Regions from separate parts of the Mus musculus genome. Here all the other regions are linked to region 1. A link is a contact called in public HiChIP or PLAC-seq and promoter capture Hi-C data. All regions are on one chromosome and are shown on one strand. Each heading gives the region's core, a stretch centred on a gene start, on an enhancer-like site or on the middle of the called end of the contact. The rest is flanking DNA. Distances are from core to core; before and after follow the strand shown. Region 1 holds the start of Slit2 (slit guidance ligand 2). Region 2 has its middle 930 kb from the start of Slit2. Region 3 has its middle 590 kb from the start of Slit2. Region 4 has its middle 660 kb from the start of Slit2. Region 5 has its middle 550 kb from the start of Slit2. Region 6 has its middle 710 kb from the start of Slit2.

Region 1 (3,043 bases), core at 180-2,679:
AAGAGTTCCAATCTACTTTATGAGGGGACAGCCTGTCTTTGACAATATCTTCTGAAGGGCTTTTGGATCTCAGTGGCAGGCAAAATGACCTGAGAAAGATATCCTGAAAAAAAATTTTTTAAATAGGCAAAAATAAAGATGTTGGAGGGATTTCACGGTTCATATTTATGAAATAAAACACTGATCAGGAAACCTATTAAGTTACAGGTAGCTTGTTAAATGCCAAAAAATGCTAAAGAGAACTGGGCCGACTTCGCGGTCAAGGTTTGTCAGATATTTTATACGAATGATACTTTACTGTAAAACTGACTTTATGGTAGGGGCTGGCACAAAGTAGAACGTGACTACAGGCAAAGAAGATGAGGAAATTAAAAGCAAGGGAAGAAGCTGACTCATTTAGTTGTTATTTCAAACCTATAGCGGCGTTGGTGTCTGCTGAGAGATGCTGACTACTGCCAGACATCACACTGAAGAGACAAGAAGGAAGGAGGAAATTCATTTTCAAAACAGTGCAGGGGTGGGGATGGGGATGGGGGTAGGGGTGAGGTGGGGATGGGGGTGGGGTGTCCAGTTAGGCACTGAATTAAGGAAAGCCTTCTAGTATAATGGGCATCGCTAGGATTTACTTCCTCTTCCCTTTGCCAGCTAAGAGAGTAAAACCGTAGGGACCTATCCAAACCCTTGGAGTTGTGTGAGTTTGTATAGTGCCCACGCAACCAAATCCCTCACCATGGCGTTTTTTAAGTAAGTGATTATAAAGAAAGGGTTAACCGAAGACGGTGGCTTAGGGATGGGAAGGCCAGAGAGAAGGTTGAAAACACTACTCCCAACTTGCTACAACTCTAAACTTTGAAGCCACCCAAACAAAATGTGTGTGTGTGGGGGGGGGGGGGGGGATAAAATGCGCGCTCACGGAGGCAGATCTATTTCAGTAGAGTTTTCTTGTTTTGTTTTGTTTTTGTTTTAATTTTAAAATCATAATCTCGCTGTCTCTCTCTTTCTCTCTTTCAGTGTTGCAAGCCCAGAGCGGTCCCCTTTAGGATCGCGACTCAAAAAGCTACAACAGAGGCTCTGCCTTCTCCATTTATTTATGAGCTGTCCTCAAAGCTGCCCCTCTCCTCGTTCTCCCGCTGGGAACCTCGGTTTCTGGGCTCTGGTCAGCTCTGAGGCCAAGGAGTTGTGTGGAGGAGACCCGAGCTCTTCTTTCTGGTGGCCAAGTTTGCTGGATCCTAGGAGTCTGGGCGCGAGCAGGGGCGTACGGGAACGCGCGCCGCTGTCTGCAGCCGGAGCTGCCAGCCTGGGCCTCACCTCTCCCGGGCGAGGTGCAGGCTTTCCGCGCGCGGCCAGGGGGCGGGGCGAGGCTTGCGGGGGCGGAGCCAAGGGCGGGGGCTCCGGCTGCTATATAAAGACCGGCGGCCGCTTTAACTTCGGACTTGGGCTTATTTATTTACGGAGCGCCTGGACGGCGGAGGCTGGAGGAGGCGGCGGCTGTGGCTGCCGCAGACGGTGGTTTAAAAAAAGGAGGAGAAGGAGGCGGCGGCGGCGGCGAGGGATGGGAGCGCCCAGGCTTCAGGGCGCAGGCCGGAGCTGCCGAGCTTTCCTGAGGCTGCGGGAGTACTGAGGAGAAAAAGGGGACGTCCCGGGGGCCCACAGGCGACTCCAGAGGCGCGGACTGGGGTCTTTTTGTTTGGCTGCGCTCAGCGCCCAGCAGCCAGAGCGGACAACTCCAGTTACAACAACAACCCACCTTCCAGCAGCCAGGCGAGACTTAGGCTGCGGAGTCCGTCCTATTGTTTAGACACTTGCCTGGGGCTCTGGAGCGCCAGTCCCTGCTCAGTCTCCGCCTTCCCTCTCTCTCCACTTTCCTCCCGGGAACCGCGAGTGCCGAAAGCCTCCCTGAGAGGGGAAGGGGCTGGAAGCCAAGCGCTGCCTAGTCTGTGGTCGCCGAGTCAGGTGCAACGTCCGGGGCTAAGCGGCATCTCAACGTCTGCGGCTGGACTCCTCCCGTGACAGTGGGTGACCGGATCCAACGCCTGGGGAAACTTCCTGCACTTTGAGGCTGAGGACCCACTTGTAGGGGCTGCCCGAGGGGTGGCTGAGAGGCTGCATACAGCAGGACGTCGCTGTTGGCTGTTGTTTCTTCTACCTGTGCCGTCAGGTGTGTGCTGCGGAGCTGCGGCGTATCCCGGAGACCAGAGTGGCTGACAAGAGCGCGCACACTCTACTGCCATTCGGTTGTCGCCTGGGGTCTGCCAGGGTAGCAGATCCCCATCTTTCTGCCTTCTACCTAGTAGTCATCCATCAGGGCACAGTAGCAGCACTGGCATCGCGGACACCTAGTCTTTGCTTTGCTCTTCTGGGCTCGCCTATCTGCAAATCTTGCCCAAGCTAGAGGACCTTTCCTACTCAACTTGGCTTACTGGATTTTTCCCCACTGCAGGAGTGAGGACTAGTGGATATTCCTGCAAGGCTGCAGCAGTCCGACTGCCCTTTTGTCTCTCTGTGTGACCTCAGGGGCAGGCCCTGGTGCAGAGCGTCGCCAAGGACGCCGGGAGGGAGGCGGGATTGCCAAGATATCCTCCAGTGAAGTGCATGTGTGTGTGCAAGCCATCCTTGGCTGTCGGGAAGTGGAGAAGACGGTTGAGGCTGCTGCTGTGCCGCAGGAGTGGAGAGGCCCCGGGAGCTGAGCCCTGAGCCCCGCATCACCGCCCGGCACCCCCAAGGCTGTCTGAATACCCGGTGCGCCCCCACGCGCGCCATGACCAGTCTCTCCGAGGGCTCTGCTTTGGACCTGCCAGGCCCTTGCGCCTTCTAGCTTCGGGGGAATCCACTTTGATCAGGGCCACCATTACTGTTTAAGTTCCCTCCTCAGCCTTGTACTCTTTCCACTGGAATCGGATTTGCTAGAGGGTTCGTGGGATCAGAAGTCCTCCCTTGTCCTCAAGCAACCAGCCTCTGCATCTTCGCGGACACTGCAAGTAGGAGCTCTTTTACCGCCAAGTTGAAGTCGCGCACTGTCCTCACAGCTGCTCCGGGGTCTACT
Region 2 (2,745 bases), core at 9-2,508, 930 kb before region 1:
TTTCAGGATTCCATTGACTTAGTGGAGGAAAGGATTCCATTGACTTAGTGGAGAAAAGTGTATCTCAGAACAGTCATTCCAAGTGAGACACAACTTCTAAAAGGTATTGGAAAAAAGAAAGAAAGAAAGAAAGAAAGAAAGAAAGAAAGAAAGAAAGAAAGAAAGAAAGAAAACAATGAATGGCAGGCTATATAACTACCTGGTTTTAACTGAAGGTGCTGTCTGACTTTAAAACTACTCTATGTATACTGTGTTCTATTTCCTCAGACACACAGGCAATCTCTCAGGAAGTGGAGTTCGTAATTATAGGGATCTGTCCATTCTTGTTCACTCATACTGTCATAGCAAACAGCTTTTCAGTCAGTGTGGAAAGTTTCTGGAAATTATCACTGTCCCTGGCAATTCCCACTGGGTGTCAGCCTACCCCATCTCTATCTCTATTTCTGTCTCTGTCTCTATTCTCTCCTGTGTTTGTCTCATGTCTGTGACTATTTCTCTGCCTCTGTCTCTGTGTCTCTTTTCTGTCTCTGCTGCTTTCTCTGTTTCAATATCTCTGTCTCTGCTGCTTCTCTCTGTTTCTATCTCTCTCTCTCTCTCTGTCTGCCTCTGTCTGTTTCTCTGTCTCTCTGTCTCTCTAGCAAACAGATCTTTCCCCTTCATTTGCCATAATGATTTAAGGACAGCACAGTTTTAACTTTCATGTCTAATTTCAGGCACATGGGCCTTAGATCAAATATCCTGCTGGCCTCTGTCCAAACCTTTTTTTTTTTCCCCACCTTGGATTTCTTGATTTAATTACCACAAATTCAGATAAAGCCAATCCCAAATTGCATAAAAGTGATATCTGGCCATTATTGAATGTGCTTCAGATTTAAAACAATTGCAAAAGATTAGTTGCAATATGAACTGGAGATTACATCTATTCCTAAAACAGCTTTCCTGCCCAGGTTTTTACTAGGTGTGAATATGTTTGAATGTATTTTCTTCTACTTGCTCTGGCTGTCAGTTGCCCAGTAAACAGGTCTGGCTGTAAGGCTTGGGCTGAAGTTGTTAGAGAGTGACTTGGTAACCACCTCCATCATCTAGTGGGTGATTATGCTGAGGCTGGAGACCAGCTGTTTTTGCTCTTTGATGAAGCAACAATAGTAGAAGCAGGGCATAAATTGCAGCTGGAGGGACTTGGCGCGATGTAAGGGGGGACTCTGGGGGTTAGCAAGCATGGTTAAGCAGAGAAGGAGTTAGCAGAGCGACTAATTCCTTTCCTGACAGCATGTCTGGAATGGTTTGGTGAGCTTTCTGAAAGGCAAGGGTTCACCTAGATGACTTTGACAGAACTTTTTGGCTCCAAGAATCTGCCTTCATTTCTCATTGTGTGTTTCTACCAATGGTTCCCACCGTCTACATTATGATGTAAATGACTTGCAAAAGTTACACAAGTAGCATCCTTAAAAGAGGAGGGAGCAAAGGAATTAAACAGTGCAGAGAGTATAAAAATTGGGATTTGGAACGAAGCTGCCTGGCGTCCAAGTTCACTGATTATGCTTCCAGGATCCAAGCAAATTACTTAGTGTCCTTTGGTTTATTTCATGGTGTTGCTATGTGCACGAGATAAAATAGCTATAAAGATACAACTAAAAGAAAATATTATCTGGTCACCAATGAATCCTGATGATTTTTGTAGGGTTTTTTGTTTGTTTTTGGCAGTGTATAGCATTTGTTTATAAATAAGTTCTTGCATTTCAACATAGTCCTTGAATTGTGGTAGATGCTTTTATACTTCTACAAGATTGGGAACAAAGAAATTGAGGAAACAAAATGGACAATAAGGACACTTTAAAAATTAGAGTTGAAGCCACCTTCGTCTTTTTCTTTTCCAAATCTACACCCAGCAGTTTCACAGCGTGTCATGGTTTGTGTAAGAAAACTTGTAAATTTACCCTGACAAAACGAGATAGCCCAGCTATCATGCTTGTGTTTGAGTCTCAGACTTAGTAAGCAAATGAAATAGAAGTTGGGCAGATGCTGTGTTTGCAATCGCTTTGAATACAGACCTATAGCCCAGCATGAAGGTAAAGAATAAGGGGGAAATGCTCATTTGGAAGCAGGGATGCCAAAGACAGTGAAGAGTGAGTGTTAGTGGATATGGTGTCAACAGTGAGGGTGTCACACCAGCCAGTAGAGTAATGCATGAAGACCAGGGGTGACTAGATTTTCCTAACAAGCATGTATCTCTATGATCACAGACAGAAGAGTGTGGCATGGAGGAGCTATTTGAATCTTAGCCATAAAATGTAGTCCATAGTGATTAACAGCTTGGAATAGATGTGCAGCTTAGTAACAACAGCAGCTATCATGATGGAACATATAGATAAATTGTTGTGGTTTCAAACATGTCAGTGTATCTTAGCTGTGTAACTACAAGTTCATGAGAACATGATAGACTTTATTTTAAAGTATCAGCTGCTTTGTAAAAGAAAAAAATCTACTTTATTTAAGTCCTATAGTTAAATCTAAAAACCCTGTTTAGACATCTTAAGTTACAGTTTAAAATGTTTCATTTGTGTTCTTGCCACTTTTCAGCCGTAAATTCTTTGGGGGTTCCCTTTCCTCTTTGAATATATATATAGGTATTTTATAATTTCAGCCTTACTGTTTATGGTTGAGTGAGTCTGAAATAACCTTAATATTGATTATATTTATGGGATCATATTTTTTATGGAACTGTGTTAAGTTGAATGAAAATGA
Region 3 (3,008 bases), core at 109-2,608, 590 kb before region 1:
CAAGCCATCACTCTTCACTTTGGTTCACAGGTGTCTCTAGGATATTGTTCCAGTTTACATCTACATCTGTATGGGAGTTCCCTGTGCTTATTTCCACTAGAAGCTCTCTACATTTTCTTCTTCCTTAAGTTAGATCAGCATTTGGGGCTATAATTGATATATACTATTAATAATCTCCAAGGCAATGTTTCCTGATACAAAATTGACTTGAAAAGTGTGTGTGTGTGTGTTTGTGTGTGTAGATACTTTCTATACTTCCACAGAATCTCAAATTCAGCATGTTCAAAACTGAACATGGCATAGTTACCCAAACCATACTCTATCCCTGGTTTCCATAGGTCAGCAACCATATCTATAAGCAATCTGTGCGCACAGCCCACTTCTGGCATCCACAAAATGATTAAACTTGCAAAGATGTTCAGAAGAAAAGTAATAGATGAAAATTACCTAATTTAATGCTTAGCTCAAAATACTAAGTGAAGAGAAGCCTTCAAAGAATGTTATTAAGGAAAAACAAGTTGTCTACAATAAATAAAGCAACTTCCTACTGATATTCTAAATGGAAGTATCCATTTTTCAGTCCTTTGCCACTTGTACAGATGCATACGTGTAACATTAATTAGCATATCACATGCATCAGAACTTGCAGATATATGTATCTGATAATGAGTGTTCTTTGGACAAAAATCTTCTTGTTTCCTAATACAGGTTGTATATTCATCTGAAAAACCCATGCTCAGCCATGGATCTCCAGGCCAGACATTCCATCCTCAGGACAGCCTTCGGGCAGTGGCAACTCTGCCATTGCGCTCCTCAATGTCTGCTCTTTTGTGAGAACAGTGTCTGCTTTGTACAACAGTTATTTTTTCTAAACTTGTATACCTTGAACCTCTTGAGTATGAGAACTCCATCTTAATGACTTTTACTACATCTCTGACCTGGGTTCTGTGAGAATACTCTGTAAAACATACACATCTTTAAAGGACCATAAAAATCTTCCTAGCCTCATCACAAACTTGTGAGCTAGGAGTCATTCCCAGAACTCAGGGTGATTTCAGCCTTCAGTGAGAGGCCTCTCTTGTATTCACAGCCATATTGCAAAAACAAAATCATTTTAGATTTACCACCTATAATACAATAACTATTGATAAATACGGTGCATTTGAAACCTGGATTTTTATTTTGAACTCCTGCAAAGCGGTACTGGGGCCTGAATGTCATCTCAGATTTAGAAAGTTCCACGCAAACAGCTTTTGGTTATCTCAGCTGTCTTTGATTTGCTCTGCACTGTGATTCCCCAGTGGCATCTGCTGACGTTAATTTCATGACTAATGCTCTAAGACGCTGATTGCCTTTTTGCTCCTCAAGCCTTTCACACGCGATGACTAACAAACGAACAAAACAATGTTAGCTTCCCAACAGTGGAGGAGGCCAGGTGGAATGTATCCATCTGAGAAAGAAATGACCAGGGGGAGAAAGTGGAAGGTACTTCGCTCCAGAAAGTAGTACTGAGTTAGGAGTTTAGAATGTATTGTATAAAACTATCCCATTATGGGACTCAAGTGAGATGTTGATAGCTTTGTACAAATAAGTTTTCTGTAGGCACCAGACAAAAATGACCACAGAATATCCTCTTAAGAGTATACAAATGCATTGCAACCACTTGTGGGTAAAAAGCAACAAGGACGTTGCCAGACAGAATGGCACGCTAGATCATGCTGTGGACTTTATGGAATGGTAGAGAGGAGACTTCACTATTTTTTCCTTCTCCATTGTCTGGAGTTGCCCACTTCCTTTGGCTTCTTGCCCCGCCATTTTCAAAGCTAGCATATTGGGTTCAGGTTCTATTCCAAGGTAGTCTCCTTTGCTGTCTTTTCTGATTTGGCTGTGAATAGAGTAAACCTGCTCAAGATGGCCATTATAATTGGTCTATATTAGCACCAGTGCGTCTGTAAACTGACTCTCATTCTGTAGCTTCATCTTTGCTTACTATAGAACCTCTTATGTTTGTCCAATGAAGATGTGGAAACCTTTGCAAGTCATAATCCCCTTACAACTAAATATATAGCCATCCTTGGGGAAAGATGTCAGATAGAATACATCCAAGATCAATTAACTTACATTTTGAGTAAACACATTAACTATAACTATGTCCTACAGATCAGCTCTATAATATTTCTTAAATATTACAAGGTGAATGCTTACTTGAAAATTGTAATTTATCTGAAACACACTTTTAACTGAGTGCCTTGTACTATTAGTGGTGATTTTGGTAGTTTTACCTGGATCATATATTAACTAATCTTGTAAAACAGGCCTCCAGATCTTAGTAGGCTCTGGGACCATAGCAAAACTGAGACCATGACAGAGCACAGTTCAGGCCTTGGGAGGCAACACGTGGACTGTATCTCCTGCCAAAATAAGGAAAAGACAGGATCTATCCAAGTCCATAGTTCTGGCAAAGTCCCTAAATGTCTTAATCTTGCTATTTTGGCTTCTATAGTTCTGATTCTGCGTATCTCTTCTTGGTATTTTAGGTGTGTCAACCTAGGATGCAATTCTTATGCTCCAAAGCCTACCTTGAGAAAGCCTAAGGTTGCATCTTTGAGTCTTAGTCGTTCAGGGTAGTCACCCACTGCCTGTCTAAAAAAGACTTTCTCTTGATTTTAACCTGTGTCTGAGTGGTCTTCTCTGCTGCCTACTTCACAATGCTTGAATTCTGTTTTTGAAAGGAAAGCACTGTATTACTTCAATATGTCATTTTCTCAAAGCTACTACACAACTATATTTAAACATAAAATCTATGAGTATACTGCTGAGAACAAAAATATAAAATAACACTTCGAAAACGTATATTCCAATTAAATGTGATTTTTATATAGTATGTTAGGGAGTATTCCTGAGGCAAAACAAGATGAGTAATTAGGACACAAAATTAAATTTAAAAATATAAACAAAATAGGTCTGTAAAGATACTGAAAGGAAATTCTGAAAAATGTGAGAAAAGG
Region 4 (3,069 bases), core at 44-2,543, 660 kb before region 1:
AACCTTTTTTCCCCAAGGGGGTTCTTCTTCCCTGTGTCTAGAGGAAAGGAGTGTTCCAGGAATGTGAAGAAAAGAATATATACAGACTTGGAAAATCACAAATACTCGCAAAGCACATTCAGCATTATACAATGTACATTTGCTTTCTGATTCAAGTTTTACAGTTATACAAGCTCCAGTGTGTGTGTGTGTGTGTGTGTGTGTGTGTGTGTGTGTTTCTAGTTATTCCTTTGTGAAGGGCTCCAGGTCAGGTCACGTAGGAAACATAGGAACAGTGTGTCACATAGTGTATACATATATGCTTTTCTTCCATGAATCTATCTTTAAACATGCGGTCTCTAATTCTATTATTTCTGTCTGACAGATGGTGGTGAGAGTTGCCCAGTAAATAGCAACATAATATAGATTCATACTTCCTGTGAGAAAACAGTGTTTACGTTTTTGAATCAAGGTCTTTTCCACTATGGGGTCTAAAAATCAACAGATTAAAAGAGTTCTAATGTCTGCTTTCAGTGATCACTTGGAGGTACAAAGAGCAGCATTCAGGGATCTAAGACAAATATCATATTAATGAGCTTACTGTGCCAGAATGGCAGAGAGCTTAATTACAACATTATATGGAATATGGTGAAATAGAAATGCATAAGAAGAGAGACTAAGGTCAAGAGAAGGAGAGAGGGAGAGATCCTTAATTTCCTGTAGTGGCTTGAATCTGCATGTTGGCATTTTATTGTGTTAACATTTGGATGAAGAGTGTATGGTAAGGGCCATATGAGAAATCACTAGACTATTTCCTTGTAATTTTTTTTGTTCCTTGTAAAACTGTTGTAATAAAAAAAAATAGTGTTTTTTGTTTGTTTTTGTTTTGTCTTGTTTTTTGTTTTGTGTTTAGGAGAAAAGTAAAATTCTTAATACTAACTGTGTTGGACTGCTGAACCTGCTTGAACAACACAAGATCAACAGAGAAGACTGTTATACAAGCAAGTCTATGAAGGGGGTAGGATTTTCTGTGTTTTTGCAATTACAAAGCATAGCCCTTAGCCCCTCCGTGATCCCATTCTTAGCATATGTGCCCCTGCCCTCACTTCCTCCTCTTACTAATTAGGCTGTTTTATGTGCATTTCAGCATGTAATATTTCATATTTAATAACCTTACATCAGAAGAAAGGGGAAGTCCAAGGGGCTGGAATTTATTGCCAGGTGTTCTGGAAGGCATCTGGAGCATTTATGGTGAGCCTACAAAATTCCTCAATACCCCAAGGAATCCACAACCACACTTTCAGGAATCCAATATGTTTCAGCTGAGAATCCTATAAATACCACAGGGCAAGAGCCTTACCCTGATCATGCTCAGTCACTGGGCATTCAGGAGACAGGAAGTTAGGGGTAGCTATAATTGGCCTTCACATTTAGCACCTTGTTAACATATATTGAGGAAGTTCACACCTCTAATCTCTTGTTACTAATGTCAGGCTGCTAGAATTTGAACTTCATAAGAGGAGATTGTGCTGCTCGAAATGCTTTCTCTAAACTCCAGGAAGGGAATTCACATGTTGCAAGTGAGATACTAAAGAAGCTGACAAGGTAGGTATCTTCGACCCCAGGGCAGCTCCAAGGATCAAAGGTGAATGTCACCACGTGTCACAGAATGTCTCCATGCCTTCAGGTTATTTTTAAAGGATCATTACAGTTCTTTCTTTTCTTAGAAGTCGCAGTAAGCACAGCTGCAGAATTTTCCATTCCTGCAGCTCATCTCTTTCACTTACAGTGTACCCAGCCCTTCAATCAGCTGTTTGCAAAGTCCACATCCTTCCAGTCCTTTAAAATTCTGTTCAAATCTCTTGCCCTTCTAAACTGCCTAATCAACTTCATGTGGCTGTTCTTCACTTCCAAACGGGAAAATCCTAATTTCTTCTTGAAGCCTTACTTACTTCTTTACATGTTCCTGTTCATTCTTATCTGTGCTCACCATCTTTATTAAAATAAATTGGGTACCTTATTTTATAGTGATCTCATGTCTTCAGGTTTGTCATTTACAAACTTCTTAAGGAGTAAAAGGATGTACCTTCTGCAGACAGCTATCTCAAACTTCTCTGTTCCGACAGCCTAAGCCTGTGACAACTGGCAACTGATGGCACCCTTAAAGAGCAAGCATCTTTTGTCAGTTGAGTTATGGTGAAATTTTTCACTGTGTATCAATAATATTATCATAGCAACCATAAACATCCTCAAAATGCTTGAATTTGGGGTCTTTCAAAAGGCAGCAAAATGTGATACCACACTCTTCCATAATTTCCTTAAGCTCGGAGTACAAAAGTTTTGTGTCTGATGTTGCATCTCTCTCTCTCTCTCTCTCTCTCTCTCTCTCTCTCTCTCTCTCTGTATGTGTGTGTGTGTGTGTGTGTGTGTGTGTGTGTGTGTGTGTGTGTGTAAAACGTTTCCTGTCTGGCCTGCAAGCAAACATGAGAAGACAATCTCGTTTTTCAAAAATGTATTGAGAATTCCATAAAATGTATGCATTTCATATAAGGTATTTTGATCAAATCTAACCCCCACTTCCCTTTTTATCTCCTTCATTACTTTTCATTCTCTACTTTTTGTGATTTATTTTTTGAAACCTAGTGAGTCCACTTACTGTTGCCTCTATGGGCAATGGGTATAGAAACATGTACTGGAGTGTGCAAAGTCTCTCTAGACTGCCTTCAATAAACCTGATTGTTCCTCCCCCAGCAAACATCATTTACCAATAGCTCCTCATCTAAGGGTGCAGTTTTTAGAGTTCTTTCTTTATCATGCTGGGATCTGGGTTGTCTTGTCCTTTCAGTTTCTGTGCACATAGACACAGGTACTATGAGCTCATATGTACAGCAGTCCTAGTGTTGTAATACCCACCAAATAATGGTTTTATGCAAATGTCCATATTTGGCTCTTTTAATATTTCTGTACCCTCTTCTGCAAAGATTACTCAGCCTTAGGGGAAGGATGTATAGTATAGGTCCCTTCCCTACTTAGAACTGAGTACGACATTCTGTTATATTCTGTATGTTGACCGGTTGTTGGAGTCTTAAA
Region 5 (2,939 bases), core at 149-2,648, 550 kb before region 1:
CTATTGCAGAGGCAATTTTTCTAAATTGTATGGTAGTCTTTAAGTAGGATTTAGATTTTCTTCCCATCCAAGGTATTAGCTATTACTATAATAGAGTGCAATGCCTCTTGTTGCTAGGCATCTGAACTCAATTCCTCATTTGCACATATTTATTCTTACCTGAGTCCCACTTCAGAGGCCAGACACTTGCTTCTGAACCCCTTTAAAGGCAGGATGCAGACTTGAACACAGTAAAGTCGGGTATCTACAGAATTTGAATCTGAAACAGAGATTTGAAGTCATGTGCAGCTGATTAAGACCTCATTCTCTTGATGGTGCCTGCTACCCAGAGCCTGTTAGGAGGCAAAATGATAGTAACAAAAACAGTGCAGTGTCTAACAGAGGCTGAAATTGTTTACAGAGGTGCATGTGTCCTTGTTTTTTATTTGGGGGTGGGTTGTTTTTGCTGTTGTTGTTATTGTTTTTGTTTTGGTTTGGTTTTTGGTTTTTGGAGACAAGGTTTTTCTGTATAGCCTTGGCTGTCCTGGAACTCACTTTCTAGACCAGGCTGGCCTAGAACTCAGAAATCCACCTGCCTCTGCCTCCCAAGTGCTGGGATTAAAGGTGTCCTTGTATGACTTTGTCTGCTGTTCTTACTTCAGAATGCAATAATTTATTATCTTGAGAAAATTATTACCTAGTCACCCTCAGCTTCTTTATCTGTAGATCTGAAATAACAATCACAGTATTCCATAATACTTATTTTGAGTTGGATTATCTAATATGCGTGGATGGCACATGGCATATGTACAGAGATTTGCTGGCATTACCTAACATAAGTCTTTGGTGCCTCCTCGGGGCTTAAAACATTGGTTGAGCTATCTTCCTCAGGCATTCTTGACAATGAATTATTTTCAATATTTTTATAGTTCATTGATTAAAAAATTTTGTTAGTAATTTTTGGTAATATGCAGCATGATTTTCCATTGACTTCAGCCAAAAATTCCGAAAAGCCCATCTGAAAGTTGTGTTTTCAACTAAACACTCTCATGCTTGAAACTCTTCAAACTGAGAAGTGGGATGGTTGGAAAAATCTTTCCAGGAATTCCTTTTGTGTCCCGATAACAAACAAACAAACAAAAATCTGTGTTTCATTCTGACAATAGCTATCCTGGCAAGAGTGTGAAACGTATCTTTTCCTGCAGTGCAACTGAAGCTTGACCCAGAGTTTGGAAAGCCCGAATCTCTGAAGCAATTATGGGACAGAAGACTGGGTTTTACAGTTCTGCTGAAATTAGAAGAGAAGAGCCATTTGTCTAGTTCCTTTTGTACCTCCAAGGCCCCAGAGTTGCCTGTGGGAAGGAGGATGGAGCTACATTTACAAGTTCACAGGGACAACAGGGATCTTCAAAGCCTGCAAGCACAGGGCAAAGGTGACAGTTCTGTTTGGCTTTTGTCCACACAGCCTGGAGGTATTATGGAGAGATTGTCAGAGTAGAAACACCAGGGCAAACCACTTCACGGTGCGAGCGAGAATCTGGCTTTTTGTTTAAGGATTCCAGAAGGTTGTCTGGGAAATCGTAACACCAGAAGCTTTTTTTTTTTTTTTTTTTTTTTTTTAATTCTCTCTTTGATAAGGTCCCTTCTCCCAGCTTCTGAAGGAAAGGGAAGGGATTAAAGTATGATATAGAGAAAAAGTTCTAGCTCTTTAAAGAAGACCATGTGGTATGCCTGCCTTATATAGCTCTTCTTAAAAAGGAAAGACAGCTGTTTGCTGAAGGAAGGCCTGAACTGCTGTGGCCAGTCACTGCAGACCACTAATTACAGTTTCTGAAGCATCCGAGAAGGCAATCTTTTTCTCATCTATCTCATATGCTTCAGTATCTTTAATTTCATCCAAGTATGGCTCTTTCTCATGACCTCAGATTAACCTAGATGAAACAGTTATTTCCTCTAGCATATTGTCTATAATGCTAGCATGATCACTTTTTTACTTATGGAGAAGTTGATGAGCACACCTTGGATTCCCACCAACACTATGTGCCAAGCAAAGCTACACACATTTGGTACTATTTAGGTGGGAAAGCTTTTCGGAGTCCACGTGGTATGTGGTGACTAGGTCCAGGCGATGAGGCTAGAAGACACCAGAAAAGGACATTATCCACCTTTGCTCCTGTTCTTGCTGGTAGGATCCTTAATAAAGTCTTATATTTGTAAAATCAACAGATTCTGTACTTAAAAATTAAGAAAGGTGAAAGCTTTGAAATGATTGCTAAACCTAAATTACATAATTTTGAAATCCACAGTTAAATTTTTCATAGTAAAAATACACATAACCGGAAAAATAACTAGGTTAAAATAGTCCAGCTAATGCCGAATGAAATACCTGCGTTTATAGTTACCCACTTTATTGAATGTGGATATATGTGTGTGTGGATATGTTGAGTTATGCTTTGATAAATATTTCATAAAACATGTTTGAACATAGTTAATTAGTAATATTATTAAACAAAGAATCATGCTAAATACTATGATAATCCTAATAATGATCAATAAATTTTATAGATAAAGTCAAATCAAGACAGTGCTATTTCAAAGGTCTTGGTGAAAGGCATGAAGGTGAAAGGTTCTATGTAATGAGGTGACCCCAGTTTATGTATTTCTAAGCCATGTTAAAGAGTTAGGAATTTCATTATACATTTAATGAAAGTCACCTGAAAGTTTTAGAGTCCAAATAGCAAACTTAAAAAAAAATACAAACACCATAAAGGAAACTATACAAAATGTAATATCAGCTGGGCAGTAGTGGTACATGCCTCTAATCCCAGCACTTGGGAGGCAGAAGCAGGCAGATTTCTGAGTTTGAGGCCAGCTTGGTCTACAGAGTGAGTTCCAGGTCAGCCAGAGCTACACAGAGAAACCCTGTCTCGAAAAACAAAAAAATAAAACAAAACAAAACA
Region 6 (3,070 bases), core at 167-2,666, 710 kb before region 1:
ACCCTTGCCTTGTCCATGATAATTTACTATAGCACCACATATTTTTTAATACTATATCAGTAACTGATTCTTCCGATTCAGAGCCAGGCTGCTCTTTCCACGTCCCTTTCCTTTTTTCTACGGATAAAGCCCATGACTTAATACATGGAATTGTCTGCCCATTGAATCCTGACACTACACCTTGTTTGATGGGTAGCAGAATCCTGTAGCATGTTTTGAATGTGTCTATGTAGATACTGGGACCTCTGTGTTTCACTTCCTTACTGGAGACCCTTAGCTCTTAGATCGTTCACTAGCTCACTTTTGACAGAACTGGACAATGCCAAGTTCACAATAAATGAAGCAATTCTTTAAAAAAAAAAATCCCAGAGACAGAATATTATCTGCAATAAGCAAGTGACATGTGTTAGATATATTAAATATTCTTTTCTTGTTCTGTTTCTTTGAACTCAGGGCACACTTGTTATCTCTGGCGTTTTACTCTCAACTCCCCTTGATCAGCTTTGTCTTGGACTCAGTCCTGCCTTTTGCAGCTCTGAGTTATCTTGATGCTTATTGCTCTGACCTTGGCATCCTTACTTGCTTATTATACAAGCTGTTTTCTATCCCCTTTTTTCTTTTCCACAAGAGATGGGAGGATTTAAGTGTATTTGGAGCGCAGCTGCTTCATAAATCACACAGCATTTCAGCATATTGGATATTTTTATGAATAATTGTGGATCAAAGGAAAGGAGGGCGTTTGTATTACTTAGGGGCTTATGGGTGTCTGCGTTGTCAGTGGTTGCACTGTGTCGAGGCAGTGTCTTCTCTTGTGTACCTGCCAGACTTGGACAAAAGATGTCTGTCATTCCCACCCAGACGAAAGTACATCAATACCAAGAATACGTGCGGATTCAGAGTTATCCTAGCCAAGATATTCTTTCTTCCCTGCCAAGTTTAAGAGACCAGAGGGTGTCTACTATGCCAAACATGTGGGGCATGTAAACATCCTCCCCATCCTCTCTCCTACCTGCTGCCATCTGCCCTCTGCATGACCTTTGCACCAGTTTTGACAGGAGTGTTTCTGCGCTGGCTCCAGTTACACTTCCTGGCTTTGAATGGCCAGTCCAGACACCCAGGACAGAGCTGTAGGTACACAGTGCAGAGGCTTTCTCTGAATTCTAAAGGGTGCTTAGGTTAGGAAGGGGCTGACTCCTCTAAACCTGATCCTGCCACTAAGAGGAGCTACCTCTGAGAAATTTTTGCAGGCCCTAGTGCCTGTTCTGAAACAGACTTTTTAAGCTTTCTAGTTTTTAGGGTCTCGGTGAAGAATAAGTTGGGAAAAAAACATGTAACCTCTTTGGTAATGTGTCAGATGTCACTCTCTTTATCTTAGTAAAACAGGATATGCTTGATCTCTTATCTGCACAACACTGGTGGTAGGAAATATGAGACATTTCTTTCCTTCTCCCTCTCTGAGGCCTTCTTCCTCTGAGAGGCTTTCTCCCTCTCTGTGAGCCCTTCTCCCTCACTGTAAGGGCTTTTCTTTCTGTGAGGCCTTTTCCCTTTGTGAAGCCTTCCACCTTTGCTCTGGGCCTTCCCACTCTGTGAGGCCTTTTTCCCTTTTTGGGAAGTCTTCCTTTCTGTGAGGTCCTCTTCCTCACTTTGAGGTCTCCCTTTTCTCTGGGAAGTCTGTGAGACCTTATCCCTCGGTGTGAAGGCTTCTCCATCTGTGAGACCCACTTGTCTGTTAGGACTTCTTTGTCTCTGTGAGGCTTCCTCCTCTCTTACTTCTTATTCTCTGTGAGTCTGACTCCCTCTGTGTGAGGCCTTCTCCCTCTATGAGTGCCTCTTCCTCTGTTAAATCTTCTCCCTCTCTGTGAGGCCTTCTCCTTCTATGAGGCCTTCTCCCTCTCTGTGAGGCATTTCCCCTCTTTGTATTATTTTCTTTCCCCAGTGTATGGCTTTGTTCTTAGTTATCTGTTGTTGTAGCCACTCCTAAGAAGTTATCTAAAATTCATTTGTAATAACTTGCAAAATGCTTACTGAAAACTCAATCAGCTCTGGAGGCCTTACTTTAAAAAATCAAAACACAAAACAAAACCAATGTCTCCTTGGAATTCCACTTACTCATTCATCAAAGCTTTTGAGACATCTAACATTCACACACATCTTGCCAAGTTATCTCTAAAACATAGGAAATTCAGGCATGGTTTCCGAAGTATAGTGGGAAACCGCACATCTATAAATAAATGTCAGCACTGTGATTACCTCTACAATAATTTCTGCCTAAAAATCTAAGGGCGCAGAGAAGCAAAGTCTCTTTACCCTGACATCAAAAGAGGATTGTGTAGGAGCAGTGGATTTATATGCTCTAAGGAACAGATAGTCAAATCATTCAGGCAGTCAGTTACTTACCTGTCAACTTCGCCACATAGTTAGATCTACTTTGCATGTCGTACAGCTTTCGGGATCAAGACCCTATGCATTAAAAGCATATAACAACTAGTTTAATGAATGTTTCCAGATTTTTATAATGACCTTCCAAACTGTGGGAGTTAAGAAATAGCAGCAATTTGAAAAAGTGAGTTGAAGGCTTGTTTTAAAGCTTTGTTCACCAACGCTTTTGAAATCCTTCCATAAAAGGTTCGTTGTTTAGAAACTCCTAGAAATCATTCCTAGGTATTGGGAGCTGAAACCTAGGGATGGTGATGGACTAGAAATGAAAGGATGTGAAGGGCTCTTCAAATGATGTCATTGATATCTAAATTCTGACAGCTAGTTAGGCAAGCTGAGTATACAGCTTCTGAGGGGCTAATTTAATCCCTATAGAAATTATTACACATTGTTTTCTTCGATAAAACACTATTTATTCCTGCTTTCCTTTAAAGACTGACACTTCTACCTGAGTGTGTTATAAAATTCTTATAATTTTATAATATAAGAGATTTCCTAAATATATGATGATAGTTTTGAAATTGATATTATGATTTCTGTTTTGCAAAAGGGAAAATTGAGGCTTTGTGTGGATAATTATTATTTCAGTAAGACCATAGATGAGATATTTAAATCTACATTTCAAAATAACATT

Evidence for each region. Promoter capture Hi-C pulls out the DNA fragments that hold promoters and counts their contacts. HiChIP or PLAC-seq counts read pairs in DNA pulled down with a chosen protein or histone mark.
Region 2: an H3K4me3 HiChIP or PLAC-seq map of embryonic limb bud shows a contact between it and region 1, with 6 times the contacts expected there. The contact joins the enhancer-like site here to the promoter of Slit2 in region 1. A contact is called at or near these places in 11 of 39 promoter capture datasets (the 3T3-L1 cell line, the C10 cell line, the HPC-7 cell line and 6 more), 6 of 484 Hi-C or Micro-C datasets (the N1E-115 cell line, cortical neurons, embryonic fibroblasts and 1 more), 11 of 115 datasets of contacts at active chromatin or transcription factors (the NIH/3T3 cell line, craniofacial prominence, embryonic forebrain and 7 more) and 4 of 9 other capture datasets (adipose tissue, embryonic stem cells, liver and 1 more).
Region 3: a contact with region 1 is called in an H3K27ac HiChIP or PLAC-seq map of the NIH/3T3 cell line, with 7 times the contacts expected there. The contact joins the enhancer-like site here to the promoter of Slit2 in region 1. A contact is called at or near these places in 9 of 39 promoter capture datasets (the 3T3-L1 cell line, 3T3-L1-derived adipocytes, the HPC-7 cell line and 5 more), 7 of 484 Hi-C or Micro-C datasets (the N1E-115 cell line, adipose-derived mesenchymal stem cells, cortical neurons and 2 more), 7 of 115 datasets of contacts at active chromatin or transcription factors (the NIH/3T3 cell line, craniofacial prominence, embryonic forebrain and 4 more) and 3 of 9 other capture datasets (adipose tissue, embryonic stem cells and liver).
Region 4: an H3K4me3 HiChIP or PLAC-seq map of embryonic limb bud shows a contact between it and region 1, with 7 times the contacts expected there. The contact joins the enhancer-like site here to the promoter of Slit2 in region 1. A contact is called at or near these places in 6 of 39 promoter capture datasets (the 3T3-L1 cell line, the C10 cell line, embryonic stem cells and 3 more), 2 of 484 Hi-C or Micro-C datasets (induced germline stem cells and ventral hippocampal neurons), 6 of 115 datasets of contacts at active chromatin or transcription factors (craniofacial prominence, embryonic forebrain, embryonic hindbrain and 3 more) and 2 of 9 other capture datasets (adipose tissue and liver).
Region 5: a promoter capture Hi-C map of the 3T3-L1 cell line shows a contact between it and region 1, with 8 times the contacts expected there. The contact joins the enhancer-like site here to the promoter of Slit2 in region 1. A contact is called at or near these places in 10 of 39 promoter capture datasets (the 3T3-L1 cell line, HPC-7-derived erythroid cells, cranial neural crest and 5 more), 8 of 484 Hi-C or Micro-C datasets (beige adipocytes, embryonic fibroblasts, myocytes and 1 more), 6 of 115 datasets of contacts at active chromatin or transcription factors (embryonic forebrain, embryonic hindbrain, embryonic limb bud and 3 more) and 1 of 9 other capture datasets (embryonic stem cells).
Region 6: an H3K4me3 HiChIP or PLAC-seq map of neural tube shows a contact between it and region 1, with 3 times the contacts expected there. The contact joins the enhancer-like site here to the promoter of Slit2 in region 1. A contact is called at or near these places in 10 of 39 promoter capture datasets (the 3T3-L1 cell line, HPC-7-derived erythroid cells, embryonic stem cells and 5 more), 2 of 484 Hi-C or Micro-C datasets (cerebral cortex and uterus), 9 of 115 datasets of contacts at active chromatin or transcription factors (the NIH/3T3 cell line, craniofacial prominence, embryonic forebrain and 6 more) and 2 of 9 other capture datasets (adipose tissue and liver).

Annotation. Positions count from the first base shown.
Region 1 is chr5:47,981,726-47,984,768 of GRCm38.p6, forward strand. Slit2 (slit guidance ligand 2) reads left to right here and starts at 1,430. Exons shown (of 36, transcript NM_178804.5): 1 at 1,430-3,043.
Region 2 is chr5:47,051,978-47,054,722 of GRCm38.p6, forward strand. No RefSeq gene overlaps it. Among named protein-coding and RNA genes, the nearest start is that of Slit2, 930 kb to the right of the region's middle. Within about 2 kb of position 1,259, at least 6 of the 459 cell types and tissues checked have an H3K27ac peak or open chromatin away from gene starts, as enhancers often do. A contact at or near this core is called in embryonic limb bud, where this site is marked.
Region 3 is chr5:47,395,738-47,398,745 of GRCm38.p6, forward strand. No RefSeq gene overlaps it. Among named protein-coding and RNA genes, the nearest start is that of Slit2, 590 kb to the right of the region's middle. Within about 2 kb of position 1,359, at least 10 of the 459 cell types and tissues checked have an H3K27ac peak or open chromatin away from gene starts, as enhancers often do. A contact at or near this core is called in the NIH/3T3 cell line, where this site is marked.
Region 4 is chr5:47,321,643-47,324,711 of GRCm38.p6, forward strand. No RefSeq gene overlaps it. Among named protein-coding and RNA genes, the nearest start is that of Slit2, 660 kb to the right of the region's middle. Within about 2 kb of position 1,294, at least 9 of the 459 cell types and tissues checked have an H3K27ac peak or open chromatin away from gene starts, as enhancers often do. A contact at or near this core is called in embryonic limb bud and second pharyngeal arch cranial neural crest, where this site is marked.
Region 5 is chr5:47,430,368-47,433,306 of GRCm38.p6, forward strand. No RefSeq gene overlaps it. Among named protein-coding and RNA genes, the nearest start is that of Slit2, 550 kb to the right of the region's middle. Within about 2 kb of position 1,399, at least 9 of the 459 cell types and tissues checked have an H3K27ac peak or open chromatin away from gene starts, as enhancers often do.
Region 6 is chr5:47,273,020-47,276,089 of GRCm38.p6, forward strand. No RefSeq gene overlaps it. Among named protein-coding and RNA genes, the nearest start is that of Slit2, 710 kb to the right of the region's middle. Within about 2 kb of position 1,417, at least 22 of the 459 cell types and tissues checked have an H3K27ac peak or open chromatin away from gene starts, as enhancers often do. A contact at or near this core is called in neural tube, where this site is marked.